Linked DNA regions of Sus scrofa: region 2 is linked to region 1. A link is a contact called in public Hi-C data. All regions are on one chromosome and are shown on one strand. Each heading gives the region's core, a stretch centred on a gene start, on an enhancer-like site or on the middle of the called end of the contact. The rest is flanking DNA. Distances are from core to core; before and after follow the strand shown.

Region 1 (2,700 bases), core at 151-2,650:
TTCCTTAGGTTTTAAATGTCCTCTTGTAAACAGCAGAGCTGCATTTTATTTTTCTTGGCCAATTTGTTCATCTGTTTTAACAGGTGAATGTAAAACATTTAATACCTCTGGTTTTGTACCATTTATATACCATTCTTTTCACTTTGCTTTCCCTTTTCTCTTTTTCTATCTATTACATTTTTTTAATACCCTTTACTAAACTTTTCTCTTTTATGCATTGACATATACTTTCTATTCTTTGAGTGATCCCTCTGAAGTGTTTGAAATACATACTTGACTATACAAAGCCAGGTAATTATCAGTTAGCTTTATCCTCTTCCTCTCCAATAAATCAAGCTTCTTAAAACACTTGACCTCTGACCCCCCTCCCCAGTCCTACATGTGCCATGCTCCTGTGCTATGCTCCAGACTCATCAGCACCATTCTTGTTCCACAGCAGGTGTTTGTTTAGATCCACTTCCCATTTTACCAGCTTAGTAGCTTACCATTTTTCTAATTTCTTCTCCTTAGAGTTGGGCAAATTCACTACAGAGTGTCTAGATGAGTTTTTATTTATTCTGTTCTGGATGTTATATGAGGATCCTGGTTTTTAATCAATTTTGGAAGTTTTTCTCCAGAGCTTCACGGTCTTTTCTCTCCTTCTGGAATGCTAATTAGACCTGTGAATTCTCACTTTGCCATTTCTGTCACTTATTTTATACCATGTAAACATGGTTTGTTTTCCAGGTAATTGCTTCTGCTCTCTCATCCACTTCAGTGATTTTCTTTTTTGCTATATCTAACAGGGCTTGCTTGCCTCGTCCTTCTGAGACCTGAATTTCAGTAGCTGTTTTTCAATTCTAGAAATTCCTTCTAAAACCTCTAGGTTCCTTTTCAGTGTCTTGCTGTCTTCATGTTTTAATGCTCACCCAACCCCCCACAATGACCACTACCTTTTTCTTTCTCTAACCATATGCTCCAGGATGAAGACTTCTGGTTCACTGTTGTCATCCCCAATGCCTCATACGGTCCCTGGAACAGAAAAGACTCTGAGCGAGGGCTGTCTGACGCCTTGGTTACAGTGGAAACAGAAGGATGCTATGCCGCAGCCTGGCCAGCTCTCCCCACCGCCAGACCAGCCAGCCTGCTCCCTGGCCTTGCTGGCGTCCATTCTCCCCTCACCCTGGGCCTGGGGGAGCCCACCTCGCCTGCCCCTGCACAGGCCGTGACGTCACAGGACTGTGACGCTCACTGGGCGCCTCCCCTCCTTCGCAGTGTGGGGTTGGGGGTGGGGGCGGGAATGCAGGCTCCCTGCGCCGTGATGTCACGGGCCCGGGCGGGCAGATTTTGCGTCGGCCCAATGGGAACGGCGCGCTGGCCTCCCCTTTAAGGAATGTTATGACCTGACGTCACCCGGGCGAGTTACCTCCCCGAGCCGCCGCCGCTGGGCTCAGCGCGAGCCCCAGAGCCCTTGAGCGGGAGACGCGGAGCCCCCGGAGCCCCCAAACCACAGCCACCTCCCCGCCTCGCGCGACCGGGAGCCCCGGCCTGCGCGCTCCGCCGGGCCTGTGCGATGCCCTCAGACCGGCCTTTCAAGCAGCGGCGGAGCTTCGGTGAGGCCCGACTGGCGATCTGCGAGCGCTAGGGGTGGGGGCGTGGGGGGGTCGGGGGTGTTGGCAGATCTACTTGTCTGCCGCAGGTGACGTCAGCTTCATGACGTCAAGCTCGGGTTGGACCCCTGGGCTGGGAAGCAGGCTAGGGCCTGGGCCCGGGCCTCCGCCTCCCATCCCAGTGCTGTGCCCCGGCCCTGGCCCTACCTCCACCCGCCTGGGGCTTGGCGGGGGGCGGGGCGGGGTCGGGGGCCGCCCCTCGGGGACTAGTGGGGCGGAACCCAAGGAGAACCTCGGCTGGCCTCATCCCCGACTGCTGTCTGCAGCCGACCGCCGTAAGGAGGTGCAGCAGATCCGCGACCAGCACCCTAGCAAGATCCCGGTGAGTCCTACCGCATACCCCGCCCCCGTCCCCTGGCCCCAGGTCCAGCCTCCCGCTCACGCGTCCCCGCCCCACCTCACTCCCAGGTGATCATCGAGCGCTACAAGGGTGAGAAGCAGCTGCCAGTCCTGGACAAGACCAAGTTCCTGGTCCCAGACCATGTCAACATGAGCGAGTTGGTCAAGATCATCCGGTGCGCTGGCAGCAGCTGTCAGGAGGGGGACTTGGGTCCTGCTGGGATCAGGCATTGGTCTGGGTCCTTCTGAGAAGGAAGGGGTGGGGGTGGGACATGGGACGGGGTGCCGAAGCCCTCTTCTGGGGAGGTTGGGAACGGTCAAGGTCAGGCCTGGGATCAGTATCTTGTCAGAGGTGAGAGCTTCTAGAAGGGGCTGGGATGGGTGTGAGGGGGAGAATCAAAGTCAGGGTGGGTAGGGGGTGAGGGCTACACTCACCCAGCGGCCAGGCCCCTCACGTTTGGCTTGCCCTCCCGCCCACCTCAGGCGCCGCCTGCAGCTGAACCCCACGCAGGCCTTCTTCCTGCTGGTGAACCAGCACAGCATGGTGAGCGTGTCCACGCCCATCGCGGACATCTATGAGCAGGAGAAGGATGAGGATGGCTTCCTCTACATGGTCTACGCCTCCCAGGAAACCTTCGGCTTCTGAGCCAGCAGTAGGGGGTGTTGGCTGGGAGTCGGGGGCCCTGTCAGGCTCTGCCCAGGGAGCTCCTGG
Region 2 (2,700 bases), core at 118-2,617, 150 kb after region 1:
GGAACCAGAAAACCCTGGAGACTCTGAGGATGTGTGTGCGTGGTTTTTCCCCAGGCATTTCTCAGGCTGCTGAGAATGCTGGGGACCTAGAGGATGGGATTGGCAGAATCCTGAGGGTGGAGCATTTGAAGGAACCTCTAAAAGGAAACTTGGATATGTTAAGTTTGATAGATAATGAAATTGAGGTCCAGAGAGGTAACATGACTTGCTTGAGGTCACACAGCAAGTTTGGGGAAAGTCAAGACTGTGCCTAGATCTCCCTGGGGAGGCTGAAGCATTCTGGGATTTAGACAGTCTGGTGCCTATAGAGAGTGGAGAGATTTGGGGCCTGGAACTATGGGTTCAAGTTCTGGCTCTGCCATTTGCTGTAGCTTTGTGACCTTGGGAAATCGCTTAGGCTCTCTGAGCCTGTTTCTTCAGCTGGAAAATGGGGAGGGGCATAACACCCATCTTTCAGGGTTGTTGTGAAGATCAAAAGACATATAAAGCACTATAGCACAGTGCCTCGCACTCAGTAAGTGTTCAATAAATATCAGCTACCGGTCTGGCAGCAGCAATAGTAGGTACTCAATATTTGCTCAATGCATTGCTGAATATAAATCTACATACTAAGCATGAGATTTGTTGAGTCTCAGTTTTCCCGCGTGTAAATCGAGGCTAATAATCAATCCCTGTCCCGTCACTTTTCTGTCCAGCCCCAGCAGCAAGGTGGGTTAAACAAGATGTGGAAACGTTCCAGTGCTGAGCACTCTCTAGCTCAGTGTTTATTCAGCCCAGAGCAATCCCTCTCCAAGTCCTACTCTGAAAAATATTCTGTCAGTCTAACCAACTCTCCTATACTCCCGGGTACACCCCTGGAACCGGGGAAGGGAGATGTGCCCCACCTCTCAAGCCTGTCCAGATGAGGAAAAATGGAGCGGCAGAGCAGATAATGCGTAGGGGTGAGAAGGTGAGGCAGAAAACGGAGGCCCGGGAGAAGGGCGGGGAGGAGGAGACTGGAAGGTCACGGATGTGGCGCGGAGTTGAGAAAAGGGTACAGACCGAGGGATTTGGATAGAGGATACAGGTGAACGGACAGGAGGGGCAAAGGCGCTGGGATATGCGGAGGGAGTACAGAAAGATGGGGATCCTGTAGAAGGAGTGGTAATTCTCCTCACTGAGAGGTCTGTGGGGTCGCCCAGGAGCAGGGGCTCCAAGCGCCCAGCAGTCGCGTCTCCGAACGCCCCACCCCCCAGCCTCCGGCTCGGAGTCTTGATCCCGGGAGGGAGCCACTAGCCAGCGAACCAAGGAGGAGGCGGGGAGGGGAGATCCGCAGCCTGGGATTGGCCGCCGCTTCGCCGGTCGCTGACGCGAGGCGGGCGGGCCCCTTTGTGACGTCACAATCAGCTGTTTGAACGCTCCAATTTGTGCTGTGAGCCCAGCAGCTGCTGCACAGACTCGAAGCCCAGCGGGCGAGCGCAGCAACCCGGAACGTCCGACCCGTACCCCCGCCGCCTCCCCGCCTAGCCCCCGCGATGCGGCGGGGCCTGTGATCAGCCGCGGACCCTAGGACACTCCGCCTCACAACTACCTCAGCGCCACCTCCGCCTGCCGCCCCGCCCCTGCCCCAGGTGAGTTCTGATCAGCTTTGGCCCCTGGGCTCCCGGGGCCCCAGAACACTCCCCGCTCCCCCAGCTCCCGGGTCTTTGTCTCTTTCCGCCGGCGGCCGCCGGGGCTGCACTCCCGCCTCTGGATTGGCTGCCGCCCGTCCGGTAGACTCTGACGTCTGCATATTTGCATATGACATTGAGACGTCACCAAGGCCGGGACCGCCCCCCCACCCCCTCCCGGCTCGGGTCGCCTGTCCTCCCGTGACCCGTCGGGCGCTGAGTCGGGACTGGGCCCACGGGTGAGGGACGCTGAAAGGCAGCGGGACCAAAAGGTCCTCCAGTTTTCTGGATTAATCCAAGAGCTGCGTTCAAGCCTCTGATCCTCTACTTTCTCCTTGCGACTTGAGAGAGGTTCAAACAGCGTTACTGGGTCTACATTGGGGGAGGGGGTTGTCAGGAGTTCAGGGGCGCCTGAAGCTTTGGCTCCAGCCGGATCGTTGAGGCAGCGCCAGATGGTGGTGGAATCCCCTCCCTCTGGCTCCAGGCTCTGCACCCCTGGACTAACATAATTACATCCTTCTAATCCCTGAAATGTGTGCAGCGCCTTAACTGAGGTCACGTCACTTCCCGAAAGGAGGGGTCTTAGACCCCATTTCACGGAAGGGAAAACTGAGGCCAGGAGCGGGCAAGTGGCTTACTCTAGGTCCTGCAGCCAATTAGAGTCATGCCTGCCTAGTGAGTGGCAGATGCATTAGCCCTGGGCACATACTTAGTATGAGCTTATTACAAGTAGTTACACATTCTCCTTCCACTGAGGACTGTACCTTGGGCTAAGCGCCATCCAAATTTGATAGGGCTCCTAGGAGATTGGGTCCCCTTTTGAAGCCCTGATCCTTACTTTATACCCTGGAGTTCCAGAGCCCAGTAAAATTACTCCCTCCCATCTGTTTTGACTGCAGAAAGGTGAGTCAGTGGCTGCATCAGGCTGTCTCCAGGGCCGATGTTGGGATGGGGTAGAGGTGAGAGTTCCCTTTGTTTGGCCCTTCTTTGCCTCCCAACATCAGAGTTGTCAGCTAGGAAGGACTGACCTGGCCTAGTGCTGATGATTACA

The links. A called contact is a pair of places that touch in the nucleus more often than the background predicts.
Region 2: a contact with region 1 is called in a Hi-C map of skeletal muscle, with 3 times the contacts expected there. The contact joins the promoter of TP53INP2 here to the promoter of MAP1LC3A in region 1. A contact is called at or near these places in 2 of 5 promoter capture datasets (fetal liver and liver), 5 of 47 Hi-C or Micro-C datasets (alveolar macrophages, embryonic fibroblasts, heart right ventricle and 2 more) and 2 of 2 datasets of contacts at active chromatin or transcription factors (alveolar macrophages and skeletal muscle).

Annotation. Positions count from the first base shown.
Region 1 is chr17:37,956,430-37,959,129 of Sscrofa11.1, forward strand. It overlaps MAP1LC3A (microtubule associated protein 1 light chain 3 alpha), which reads left to right and starts at 1,401. Exons shown (of 4, transcript NM_001170827.1): 1 at 1,401-1,592; 2 at 1,916-1,971; 3 at 2,058-2,164; 4 at 2,472-2,700. The coding sequence starts at 1,553. The coding sequence ends at 2,634.
Region 2 is chr17:38,102,822-38,105,521 of Sscrofa11.1, forward strand. TP53INP2 (tumor protein p53-inducible nuclear protein 2) reads left to right here and starts at 1,368. Exons shown (of 4, transcript XM_003359949.4): 1 at 1,368-1,610.